Linked DNA regions of Mus musculus: region 1 is linked to region 2. The links are chromatin contacts, called in public promoter capture Hi-C maps. All regions are on one chromosome and are shown on one strand. The core of a region is the stretch at or near the end of the contact, and the rest is flanking DNA. Distances in the headings are between cores, read along the strand shown.

The links. Promoter capture Hi-C pulls out the DNA fragments that hold promoters and counts their contacts.
Region 1: a promoter capture Hi-C map of hippocampal neurons shows a contact between it and region 2, with 5 times the contacts expected there. The contact joins the enhancer-like site here to the promoter of Dazl in region 2. A contact is called at or near these places in 9 of 39 promoter capture datasets (the 3T3-L1 cell line, the HPC-7 cell line, cranial neural crest and 6 more), 1 of 484 Hi-C or Micro-C datasets (adipose-derived mesenchymal stem cells) and 3 of 9 other capture datasets (adipose tissue, liver and pancreatic islet).

Annotation. Positions count from the first base shown.
Region 1 is chr17:51,788,869-51,795,552 of GRCm38.p6, forward strand. The region is part of intron 5 of Satb1 (special AT-rich sequence binding protein 1); the gene reads right to left. Among named protein-coding and RNA genes, the nearest start is that of Satb1, 40 kb to the right of the region's middle. Within about 2 kb of position 1,928, at least 54 of the 459 cell types and tissues checked have an H3K27ac peak or open chromatin away from gene starts, as enhancers often do. A contact at or near this core is called in hippocampal neurons, where this site is marked.
Region 2 is chr17:50,290,341-50,297,343 of GRCm38.p6, forward strand. Dazl (deleted in azoospermia-like) reads right to left here and starts at 3,280. Exons shown (of 11, transcript NM_010021.5): 1 at 3,067-3,280. The coding sequence starts at 3,069.

The sequences.
Region 1 (6,684 bases), core at 678-3,177, 1.5 Mb after region 2:
GGATCCCCCTGTCCCACGTTGTCACTACTGGAATTCCAAGCAGCTATGCAAGGCTCTTTATGTATGTGCTGGGGATCCATTTTAAGTCTTCACGCATGTGCCACCAGCTCATGACCAACTGCGACATCTCCTTGTCTCCACAGAAATATCTCTTTAGGAAAACTGAAGGATGCTCTAATTAAATGGAGTGGCAGGTGTGGTCAAGGGCCGACAAGGGGCAAATAGCAAAGAGCCGACTTCCCCTTTGTTTCCGACATCTCAGCTCAGTGAAGCTGGGATGATCTCACAAGAACTGGAAGACTCGCTCAACTCCTCAGACCTGGAGGTAGTTCCAGGCTCTTGCATCTCTGTCTGGGAGCTGCTCATCCTTCAGGCTCTTCTGTGGCTTAGTTTCTGCCAGGCCTGCCTTCCTTCCTTCCCACATCCAAGCAGCCAAAGCCACTGTGGCTAGCACTTCCTACACTGAGCATTTCTTCTAAACTGATCTCGCCACAAGGTTGAACACACCTATAGAGAGTTAGAAGGACCACAGAAAGGAAGAACTCCTTTGAGTCACTGGGGCATCCTTCTTCCCTTTGCCCTTCAGGGTCAAAGGCAACAGCATCACTGTCAAGTGAACTTTTAAATCCCAATTTCCTAGCTTTGAGAGCCTTTGTTCATTAATTAGCAAGAGATCCCTCTCCAGGTTTTTCAAAATCAACCCTGCAGATGTCTCCAAAGAGGCTGCTGGTCGTTCCTGCTTTGCTCCCTTGGTGTCTATTTATATGAGCACTTTGAAAGACTCGACTTGTGTGGCAAGTTTTCTAATCAGTTGGTGGCCAGTAGGTGTAAGAACATTAACATTCTGGGAGTCAATTAATCCAAGTGACTAAACTCCTGTGCTAGAAATTCCCGAGTTCAAACGCTGCCACAGGGCACACTAACCTAATCCCAGGCCTCTGATCCCGGTGTTGGGAGATACAATTTAAAAGTTGGCAGAAATTGGCCGTGGGTCTCCTAACCCCAGTGTGACACAATATTCTCCTCCTAGGAGCCAAGTTGTAAGCTTTTCTAAGATCCATAAAGCACATGTCTACTCCCTATGAGGAGCTTGGCTCTTTCTGAGTCTGCTAAAGTTCCGATCTGCGAGAATGCCGTCTTCCCAGAAACCCCAGCCCTCTAGAAGGGTACCATCTGCCACAGGCTGAGCCTCCTTTTCAGCCAAATACATTATTTATAACCTTTCTAATTGTGAAAAGGTAAGGGTGGAATTTTTCTAAAGCCTGACTTACATATTGTTGGAACATTCTAAACCTTTGCTCGAAAATCTGCAGGTCTCTCAATGTGGAAAACATTAAAAAAAAAAAAAAAAAAAAAGCAAGGAACTGGTTGAGGTTACGTAATTTCCCCAAATGCTGGCTTCTTCCAAGCCCCTGCTAGGAAATGACACAGGCAGTAGTGTATATGTATAATGCACTGGAAAAATGAAGGAAGGTGGATTTATGATTCTCTCTTGGTCACTTTAGTGGCCAACATGAATGGTTTGGGAGAAAGTGCAGCCTTACTCAAGAACAAGGTTGTCAACCCGGGAAGGGCCAGTGATCTGATTACTGTTCAAATTGCTTTGTTGTGCCTTTAACAACCCCCCTCAAAAAAAGAAGAAGAAGAAGAAGGAAAAAAAAAAAAAAAAAAAAAAACCACCCCAAAACAATGCTAATCAGGTTATTCAATCATTTAAACCAAAACTGTTCATGCTTTTCTGCCAAATCAACCAACCACAGCAAAATCTGTTATCTCTGATTGCTCAGCTTCCAGTCAAAAAAACCAGTTAACCCCCACTATTCCAAAAGTTTTCCAAAATCCGCAGAAGCAAGGCGAGCAGGGCAGGAGGAGGAGGAGGAGGAGGCCAGGCCCCTTTTAAAGGGGTAAGCGGCTGCTCAGCTCCGCATTTGCATACGACAATACACTCCTAGACGCCAGGCAGCCAGCAGCTCCCTGGTGTTTCTGAGCTCTCCATGTTGGCCTTCTGCTTCTGGGGCTTTTCAAACAGGGACTGAGCTGTCTGGGTCCTAACTTGCTTGGGACTTAGGTCTGGGCTAACTGAGGTGGAGGAGAGAGAGAGAGACAGCATCTACAAAATGGTGGCTCGCCCATGTTGAAAGCTTACAGGCTCCTTCAGCAGAGAGGGCAAGGGCTACCACATCTTATTTACACAATTATCTAAATACGATTAAACAGCTGATGGACAAATATTAAACTGGAAAATGTATAGTCATTTCAGCTTAATGTAATCCTCTTTCTGTAAACACCCAAGATGATTTTTTTTTTCCAACCAGAACAGTCCTGACATCTCATAAGCCTAAGGGTGAATAGCAAGAGATTGTTTTTGATAGTTATAAATATTCAAAAGACATGCGGACCATCTGCTTTCATAATACAGGTAAAGCAAGACTGAAATGGTGGCTGCTGTATAAAAATGATTCTTTTAACAAAGTCTTCCTCCCCTCGAAACTATAAAGACAGATGTCAAAAACTGTTTACACAGAGCAATCAGGAGCGTGTAAAATGTAATATTCCTTTTACACACAGTGCTTGCTAAAGAGGTTTTTTTTTTTTCTTTTTCTTCCCATCTGTGTGTTGCAACACATTTCTACAAGTTAAAAACATTTTTTTTTTCAAACAGAGATCTCATGAATACCCAAAAACATGCGATCTGGTTTCTGAATGCTAATTAATTTCAACTAAGGAATCAGAGTATTTTTTTCGTGTAGGAAGGAATATATGTTTTCAATTGGAAAACTCCAGAGAGATAACAAGGGGAATAATCTCACATAGGTTAGATTCTGTGAGGCCAATCTCATGGCTATATCTCACCTGCAGGGTATTTGTTCTGCTGGCTAATGTCTTTGTCATAAAGTTGAAAATAATTGTTTTCTGAAAGAAATACCTACACATGGAAGATATACAAAAGCAAAACCAAAAACATGACTCTTGACTCTCCTCTAGTATGAATGCTGTGGTAAACTCAAGAGTTATTTTCAGAGCTAGAACATGAATTTTGACATACTCTTTTTATTAATGGTAAGGAGGGAGTAAATATCTTTTAGTAATTTTTCAATAAAATGAATGTTTTTTCTGAACTGCTGAACTACCAGATCTTTGCTATTTTCTCCTTCCTTCCTTCCTTCCTTCCTTCCTTCCTTCCTTCCTTCCTTTTTTTTTTTTTTTTTGAGAAGCACAATTTATTTCCCAGGTTTGTGTCCTTACTCCTTAGACAAGACTTGACTACCCATAGATGAATTTTCTTAACAGTTCTTTATATGTCTGTGGAAAAATCAAAAGTCAAACTTGAACTTGCCATGAAACACAGCTGAACCCACCTTACGCAAACACTATTCTGATAGAGATCCTTTGTTAATGGGGTCTTGTTTGAATCCCAGAGGACATAAAAGACCACATATAGGATCTTTCCTTTTTTTAAAAGGCATATCCTATGAGACAGTGGCAGGGCCTGAATGTGTTAGAAATTAGCAGGTAGTCCCCATCTGGTATTTGGGGGTGGGAAAAGGGGAACTGTGCTTCCATTTATGAGAGTAAGTGACAGGGTCACTAAATGTCATGCCCTCTAATGTCCTTGTTAGCTGATGTCCCCCACATTTTTCACTATGCAGCTTCTATTACATTTTAAGTTATTCTCTTGAGAGATACACCTTTGAAATCTCAATTTGTTAGGAAAAGAGAGATTATTGGTAAATCTCAAACTCCAGTGGTCAGAGGGAGGGAGGGCTCTTGCCATTCCTGAGCAATCCTGATGCTTGGAAATGGCATTTGCACCCAAAGCAGTCAGCACACACCAGCCAAAATGAACATACTATATAAAGTTCATACTATATAAAGTTCCGAAGGAATCCTGAAGGAAGTGGAAGGCAACACAACCACCGCAGCTCTCATCTCACCCAAATGTATCTTCAAAAGGTTGAAGACATCATCATTTTGCCAAGTGTAGACATCTTAAATATCTAATAGCACAAGTCATAGCTTCTATAGAAAACGTTGGTGCAGTTTCTATGCTTCTTCCATGCAGTTAAAGTAATTTTACACAAACACCAGATAATATCATTTGACCAAATTCTCCACCCTGTCCTCCTTTCTTCTACAATCAAACCTTCAAACCACTTAAATATGCAGAGCTGAAACAGTAAAGCATTTGTTACAAAAGATCTATCACTAGTAGTATTAGTAAAGGTATATGATATTTCAAAGCAAGTGGGCATAACACAGAGAAACCTGAATCCCCACTGTGTCTTCCGACAGGGGCAAGAGTCTGTGAGAGGATTGTCTTTCCAAAGACCCTAGGGAAGAATCAATTGTGCTATATACACAGCACTCCTCAAGCACACCCTGTACACATGTCTCCAACTAGAGCTGTGTTTGCAGGAAGCTTAAAGTCTCTTAGCATCTTGCTTGTGATATAATTATTAAAAATGTAAATGTTATTGGGTTAAACATTACAGTAATCTAAGTAGACTTCATAGGAGCACTTTCTTTAGATATGCCTGAGTTTGAGTAAATCTGATTAGATCTGATTTGGCTAAATCTGAGACATTTACACACGGGGGGGGGGGGGGGGGGAAGGGATGCTTGTTTATTCCTTCTCTAATGCCCTTGTGTGGATGGATGAATGGCCCATCTTTACAGAAGAAATAATTTCTAGTATCTGAACTTAGAAGGGAATAAATACCAGACTCACTATTTCCTTAGCTCTTGTACAGAGCACTTTCAAAATGCTTTATAGTGCAAAGTAGAAACAAGAACTCCAGGACTTTGAATAATTCACTTTCCAAGCACAAATACTTGTGCTAGACTCTGAAGCTATCCACAAGAATCTCAACTCTCTTTGAATTGTTTCTTTATATGAGCAGTTCGAATTGAGGTCATATTGAGTGTGTGTGTGTGTGTGTGTGTGTGTATGTGTGTGTGTGTGTGTTTGGGGAGGGGGGGGTTGGTATTCCCAATGTATACCAAGTGTGGGGCCACAGGACCTCAGTAAGCCTTTGAGAAGCTTGTCCTCCCCGTTCACCAGCAGAGTGGATCATGACTTTGAGTGTGCACAGGCTCTCAGATGTCTACTATGAGATCTAGACATCATATTCTCCTAGGATTATTGCCTCACAGAGCAAGCTGGCCCTTGATGTCAGGGATTTAGTTAACACTGTTAGCTCTCACTCAACAATCCCCATGGCTACTAACATAGATATAGACCAGTATGACCTCTGCATTCAACACAAAGGAAAATAATTGCACTGATCTGGCTTCCTCCATCGATGTTAGAACGGTTCAGGGAAAATGCTTCAGGTCATCACCTCTGTAAGGAAACGGCGCTCCCTCATTGGGATGCACGGCCTGGCACAAAATAAAGAGCGCCACCCACATTGGAGCCATAGGTGCTCACCACAGACGGCTGACCACTCAAGTCTCCCGGGCTCCACAGAATGGCTGAACAGTTACCTACGTTTGCAGTTCTCTCTGAATGCGGGGGATGCCGGACCTTTACACAGCCAGATTTTTGATCCTACGTTTAGAGGCCTAAAGGAAGTCTGCCATGCCAGAGCCCGGCTTTTGAGCAGCCAAGGAGGAGACATGAGCCAACATGGGGTGAGGCCTTCAGGTTGGCAGGGCCAGCACCTGTCTGTCACCCACTGAGCTGTTACTAAAACCTGACAGACCCCCTTTAATCTCTTCCTTAAATTTGAGAAGAGAATGGACAAACTGAAGTATTAGTTTAAGACCCCTCTAAAAAAGGTAAGTGTGTGTAATAATAATGCTACAAATACGTCAACGAAGTTCACACTTAACTGTGACAGAGGATTTGCTCATTTTTAGCATTTTTATACTGCTGGGCCACTGTACTCCCAAGACTATTGTTCTGCTTAAAAACAACTAAGTTCTGCAACCTATCGAGAACATTATATATACACAAAAACACAAGATAACCTGGGGTCACAGTAAGTTTTCCTAAGCAGAAACTCAGAAGTCATTTGTCCTTAGTTAGGTAAACATCACATGCACGCTAACTAAATACAATCTGGAAACAGTTTGCAAAGTGGGATATTGTAGGTGACAATGTCTACAAAGCTCTATCAATAACACTGCTAAGATCACCCATGAAATCAGTGTGGAGCAATCATATGATACCTTCTCAGTTTAGCAAAAATTCCTGAATTCTTGCTGTGTGCTAATTGTTGGAACAAGTAAAACTTAGCCCTAGGGCTTGTACTTGCTCAGCAGGTAAGGGCACTTGCTGATGACCTGAGTCCAACCCCAGACCCATGGGTAGGAAATGAGAACCAACTTCAGAACACTGTTTTCTGACCTCCTAACACGGTCAATTACAATAGTCTTCTTCCTTTATAGGACTTTTCAGAACAACATAGTGTTGGGTGCATGAAGGGTAGAGAGCTGGGGTGCTGGAGAAAGGGGTGAAAGCATTTAATGAGTTAACATCCTCTTAGACACTGCATTGTCTAAGAGATCCAATCTATTTAAGGGACATAAATTGAAAATAGATTTATATATTGAAACACAAGTTTCAATCACCCCTCACTTTCATTAAAAGTGTCATAATTTTATAATGACTTTAAAAGGTGATGTTAAAGGTATCTATTAGATGAGTTGCGTGTGTGTGTGTGTGTGTGTTTGTGTATG
Region 2 (7,003 bases), core at 2,030-4,529:
GACTAAAACTGGCGAACTCGTTTTATAAAGTAGTATGCTATTAAGAGTTAAGTATCCTGTATTTAAATTTATTTTCAATGGAGTTAAAAAAGTTTTTCCCTCCAAATTTTACTATCTTGGCTGACTTTATTAACTGGATGGAATTTTAGTAAACTATTATTATGTCATACCCACTGAAAAATCCACTTATGAAACTGACAATGAATACTGAACACTAAGGGAAAGCTAGTATATGTAACTTGTTTACATGTATGTATACATTGTCAAGAAGCTAAAAATGTCAATTTGTTTTTAAAAGATTAACTTCATACAAATTTTAGAAATGAAAAACTGTCCAATACTTTACTTTTTTGACCTTTTTTGCTTTTATCTGCTTAAGTCCTTATTTGCTATTTTATATTCCTACTTGAGAACTACCTTATTTCTTTAAACAGTAAATCCCCTTTGTGATATTTCATGACAATGAAATGGCAGGCAGCAAAATTATTAAATTTTTCCTTCTTTTACTATGTTACGATTTAAGTTTAATCCTAAATGCAATACTACATATGCTATGCATCTTGGACTATTTAGAACCTGACTAGATTTGATTTACTAATAGAAAATCTACCCATCTCTACTCAATTTCTTATTCAAAAATAAACTCAAAACATAAAACAATAGTTCTGTAATTTTTTTAGGACTCCATTTCTCAATTTACTCTTCTTGTATTGATGACCTTAGGATATATTTTTATTCGATAATCCTTTTTACTGATGTCTGTACCACAATACATGGATGCATTTCAACTTAGAAGTGTAATATTTTACCAGTTAACCAGAATATAAGTTATAATGCACTGACTCTCAGTACTGCAGGGGTACTTATGTCTAGGAACATTTCTGGATGTCAACAGTGAGGTAAATTTCTGGCATCTGGTAGGAAGCCAGGGATATTTCCATAACAAATGATTCCCAAACAATGTGTTACTAGGACCATAACCTGTATAGGGATGTGATGAAAAATCCTGTTATGGTACTTCTAGAACTGAAGAGGAAAATAACTGTTGGGAAGAATTTGCTTTCCATTGTTCAAGATCTTGATTTCCTGCCTTAAAAATTAAGGAAAAAAAAAATCTCAAATGTCTTCTAATTGTATTCTTTATAAAAAAGTAAAATGGACGTTTGAGAAAAGTTTAATAAGGAGGAAAATAAAGCATTAAATATTATAGGATGCTTGATTTGGGCTTAAACTACCTGCTTCATCAGAGTAAATATTAAATCGGTCTCAAAATAATAGTGTATTATGTATTAAAGAAGGCACACCATATCCTAGTCCTTATCCAGTAGGTGGCACTCAAAACCAAGAAAGCAAAGAATCCATTTTAATAAGACCTAATTCCTACTGTATGCTTAATAAGTAAAACACCCACAACTGATAGATGCTTTAGTTACTTTTTAAATATGACCAAAACCACTCTACAACCAAATACTTGTAAGTCAGGTTGATGTTTAAGAAAGTATAATTTTATACTTAAGAGATAGGATCTTATTATGTAACTCTGGCTGTCCTGAAAACTTGCTATGTAGACCAGGCTGGCTTCAAACTCATGCCTCTACTTCTTGAGTACAATTATTTATTTTAAATGACGTCTTATGTTGCCAGAGTTGACCTGAACTTCTAAAGGGCTCCATATGGCCCCCTGCTGTCCCCAATAATTGTAAATTTCCACACACCTAAATGCCCACTACTGACCCTGGTGGGAAAGTATCTTACTCATCAATGGACTATAATAGCATACTGAAAACAAACTGTATTAAATTTAAGACATATTTAATTATACCTCTGAATTAGCTATGAGAAATATTAGAATACCAGCAATGAGCCAGCACACAAAAATTTGCCTATTTTGTACAGTACCATACTTCATTGTATTGGAAAATCCACATATCAAATATAGCTAGAAGCTGAGAATAGTTATTAAAGATTTCAGGATTCACATTTTTGAAATGTAATTAAATCACTATGCTAAGCAAATTCCCATGTATGCTACAAATACTGGCCAATAGATAAAAATCTGCAGTTATCAAATGTTTAACCCTAATGTAGTGAGAAAACGGTCCAATATTGTGCGATTTAAATTATTGTGATAGACAAGTACCTATTTCACATTATAAATGCTTAATTTGAATTCCAACTTAAGTTAACATCGGTCATAAGTAGTATAAATTTCTTCCTTTACCTCTAAAATGGAAAAAAATTTTAAACGAACATGCAACATCTAACGGATTTGTGATTAAATGGCTATCAACGTTTGTTTTCAGTAGCCCAAGCTAGCCTGGCAACGCCTCAGTCAGTCTGCTGGCGGCGGCAGCGGCGATTACAGCAGAGCTGTCCGGTCCCGCTTTCCCCGACCCCCGCCCGGCTCAGGCCTCTGGCTCCTCCCCCAGCCCACGCAAGCCAAGCTCCCGCAAAGCCGCCTCCACCCCACCCACAGTCACCAGGCGACAGGGCCCGCCCTCAGCCTCCCGATAACCACGCCCTCCGGGTCCTTTCCACGCCGCGGCCAAGCCGCCAGGCCGCAGGACCCGGCGCGGCCAGCCTAGGCGCCACCTGGCGGAGGCGCCCGCGCTGCGGCGCTCCGACCCGGAAGCCCGGGCGCTCGTGCGGAGGAGCTGGGCCGCGGGGTGGGGGCTGGGCCGCGGCAGGCCTCGCCTAAGGCCTGCTCCTACGGGCACCGCGGCCCAAAGGCGGGAAAGAGCCGTCACGTGACGCCCAGGCCGTGCACGTGGCCCACCCCGGGGCTGCCCGAGGTCCCCAGGGCTGCCCGCCATCTCCCCGCAACCCCTCAGTGCTGGTGTAGGCCGCAAAGGCAGCAAGGCCGCCACTCTTGTCCTCCAGGCCTCACCCTGGGGGCTGTCCGGTGGGGGAGGAACCCAGAACCGGAAATATGAAAGGACCCTCTTTATGCCCTCTCCCCACTTCTCTGTGCTACACCAGAAAAGGCCGATTTTTAAACCTCCGCGTAAGGAATCGCGGCCTCCGGCTGGTCTTGCACTGCCACCCCGGGGCCTGCCCTCGACTCACCATGATGGCGGCCAGAGTTCGGGTGGTAAAACCTCGAAGGTGGAGCAGAAGCCACGCGACGGGGCAGCTACGTGAGGTGGCTGCCTAGCCGGCCAACGGGCAAAAAAAAGCCGAGGCGGTGGTGGAAAGAGAGCCCACGGCCACGGAGACAGCGGAGTCCCGAAGCGAGCGTGCTGAGGGTCGCCGAGTCACTGAGGCGTGGGCTGCGCGCCCCGGGGGGATGACTGTGCGTGGCTGGCCTCGTGACGTGCTACAGCCAATAGGCGGCAGCGCTAGGGCCTCGCAAGGGGGGCCAGGGGACCCACGTCGCCCACGGAGTGCGTGAGGGGTGCGCATGGAGCATGCGCGACATCTACGTAAGGGTCTCGGCTGCCGAGCAGGCCCGAGCCTCACTGACAGACAGATGGACCGACTCCTGCCACTCCCTAGCCCCCCCAGGACCGTGTCCGAAGCCCCTGTGAAATAAGTCCTGGGCAGGACGGTGCTCAGAGTTCTGTCAGGAAAGCATTTATTCAAGTCATTACCTCAAAAATGGCACCTCGAAGGCATGGCGTTATCCCGTCAGCAAAGCTTGGCGGCCGAATTTAAAATTTACAAAATGCCCGCAGAAATAGAAATTAATAACGGGCGGCACGACTAGAGAGCAGGCCTTGCCTGGCCGGGCCCCTTCACCCTCTTTTTCAGCCACATTGAGAAGGTTGAGTCCGGGTGCATGTGGAAGGCGCACCTCATGCCTCACGGGCCGGCCCGTCAGCCATCAGGACTTAGTTTTTTTCTTCCGTTTTTTTTCTCCCCCCCCCCCGCCCCTTCAAATAAATGCCCGAATTATCCGGTACAAAGGACACAGCAGTGACCAGACCACACGAGAGAATATCCCTCCCTTCGTGGAATTTAGGTTGCAGTGTGAGCGTTTCTCTTGTAGGCTTTACAGAAACAAGCTAGGCCAGCTGAGAGAATTCTAGAACATTCTCAAGGCCAGAGAAACGGGGCCTACCTACCTACAGCAGAGCCGAGCTGTAGGGTGCTTGGTGGAGATAACCTTACGGCAGAACCACCTAGTACTTATACCGTCCTGACTACCTTTTGTACAGATGATAAGTATTACAGCTTTTTTTTTTTTTAAAGCTGGCAAAACAGCTTAAGATTGCCACTAACCATGCAGCAATGATGGAGAAAATAGTATTAAAATAATAAATAAAAATAAAACAAATAAGGGTAGATTGCACCTATTTGAAAGGGGGGAAATTCCAAAATTCTGAAACTAAAATTAAGCTCGAAACTACAGCGGTGAAGATCCGATTCTCCACTGGCCTTCGGTAGGTGGCTACATGGTGGTGTGAACAGTCTAACAAAGGGCCTGGACTGTCCTCATTTTAGTGTAGAGAAGAAAAAAACCCACTACAGACAGCTGGAATGGTTGGTTAATGAGCAGCGGAGAGATGGCTCTAAACTCTGTAGCTCCAGGCCTTCCTGCGTTGGCTGGATGGGGAAAGCTGAAGCGGTGCAGCCCGATTTGGAGCTGAGCACCTTGCAGCACACCGGTGTTCTGGCAAGGCATCATCCTGAGGAAAAGCACGGACGTGAGGGGACGGGGAGCACCGTGCAGACTAGAGCAAACCCAAAACCATCTAACTCTCATTGGTGTTTGACCTTCCATTCCTGCGCTCTCCAAGTTTGGCGTTTATAGTTATGACATGTTTGTTACTGGAATCTCGAAAGGAAGAGCCAGGTTTTCCCAGTTCACTATCCCCTTCCCTGCAAAAGATTCTTAGGCAAGGCGTTTAAACGCTTGAAAAACGAAACAAAGGCCAATCTGCAGAGACAATAGGGGTCCTCTCAGAAAAGGACTTTTCAAAGAAAATCCTCCTGGAAGTGGGGTCTAGAGACAGCAGTCTCCTAATCCCAGCTGCTTAGGAGGAGAGGCTGAGGCAAAGGAAACTAAAAGTTCAAGGCTGCCCTGACAGTTTAATGACACTGTCTCAACATAAAAAGAAGAGAGGACTGTGCAGAGGGTGCCACACAGGGCAGAGCGCCTGCCTAGCATGTGTGGGAAGGATGTCCTGGCTTTAATTCCCCGCACACTCTCTCTGTCTCTGTCTCTCTGTCTCTTTGTCTCTCTGTCTCTCTGTCTATCTGTCTCTCTCTCTCTCTCTAACACACACACACACACATTCCAAAAGATTATAAAGCATTTACGGTGAATAGGAATGGCCTGTTTGGATTGTATGAACATTTTATTTTTCTGACTCTTGTCTTTGGTCTTTCAAGACAGGCTTGCTCTGTGTAGTCCTGGAATTCTCTCTGTAGACCAGGCTGGCCTCGAACTTACAGAGACCCACTTGCCTCTGCCTGAGGGCCCAGCACTCTCCGCTCTTTTACTGCTTTAATCGGGGCTGGAGAGATGGCTCAGCAGTTAAGAGCACTGACTGCTCTTCCGAAGGTTCTGAGTTCAAATCCCAGCAACCACATGGTGGCTTACAACCATCCTTAATGACATCTGACTCCCTCTCCTGGTGTGTCTGAAGACAGCTACAGTGTACTTACATATAAAATAAATAATAAATAAAGTCTTAAAAAAAACCATACACTTTAAATAGAAAGCTAATAAATATGTTCCCTCTTAAATAATTCAAAGGCCTCAGGATGATTTTATTAGTAAACTCCCCTCCCAGTTTAAACTGGCTGGTTTTCAGGTTCCTTCTGTTAGCCTCCTGTAAGTCAGCCGTTGTGGCCACACAGAGAAACATTGTGATCCCCATTTTACCTCCTGCTCTCCTGGCTCCCTCCCAGTTTAGTTCTCTTATTCCATTTCCCCTTTATCTCTCCATCACAATACACCATATTCCCCCTTTCCTGCACGATCACATTCTCCACCATGGACTTACTAAGTACTTAACCTGTGTGGTTATCTGGATTGTAGGAAACTTATCAAAAAATTCGTAAAGCATATAAAAGCTAATATCTATATATAAGAGAAAATATGTGATTTTTTTTTTGAAGTCTGGGTTGCCTCACACGGGATAAGTTTTATAGTTCCTTCGATTTACCTGCAAACTTCGTTTTTCTTAATAGGCGAATTAATAGTGCTTCATAGACGTTTGTGTTTCCTCTTTTGAGAATACTCTGATTAATTCTAGATCTCATTTTTTAGTTGAGTTTTGTTTCTTCGTGTTTAGGTAGTTCCGTTCTTTATACATTCTAGATATTAACCTATGTTGTAGGCTGCTGATTTGCCTAAAGGATGCTGCCCTTTGCTGTAAGCAGGTTCTCACCTTAATGAAGTCTCATTAATTTTTGGTCTTCATGACTGTGGTATCAGTGTTCTATTCAGAAAGTTCCTTTCCTGTGCCAAAGAATCAAGCTTATTTTCCCCACTGAAAAAGTTTTACTCACTGTGCACGAGGGCTTTTTAGCAGTGAGATGGTCATATAGATAGAGCTCCCTCTTCTTAGTCCCCTTTTAAAAGTGTATATAAGCGGGGCTTGGTGGTGCACACCTTTAATCCCAGCACTGGAGGCAGAGGCAGGTGGATTTCTGAGTTCAAGGCCAGCCTGGTCTACACAGTGAGTTCCAGGACAGCCAGGACCACACAGAGAAACCCTGTCTCGAAAAACCAAAAAATAAAAGTATATATAAATTAAAATTTTAAAACACATGTTAATTGTCCCAAATAAACATTCAGGATCCATCTCTCTTTGTTTAACTTACATGTCTACATATTTTAATTATATTATTGTGTGTGTGTGTGTGTGTGTGTGTGTGTGTATGTACACACATGCTCAAGTGCTCCCACTTAACCATTATTTTGTTTCTTAAAATTTTGAGCACTTATAAGTCTACTTGGTGCTAAGTATATGGTATGCAAACTATAATCACATGTAGTCAGACAGACTATACAATAAGATACATTTAAAAATTTTGAATGTTGTTATTTGTT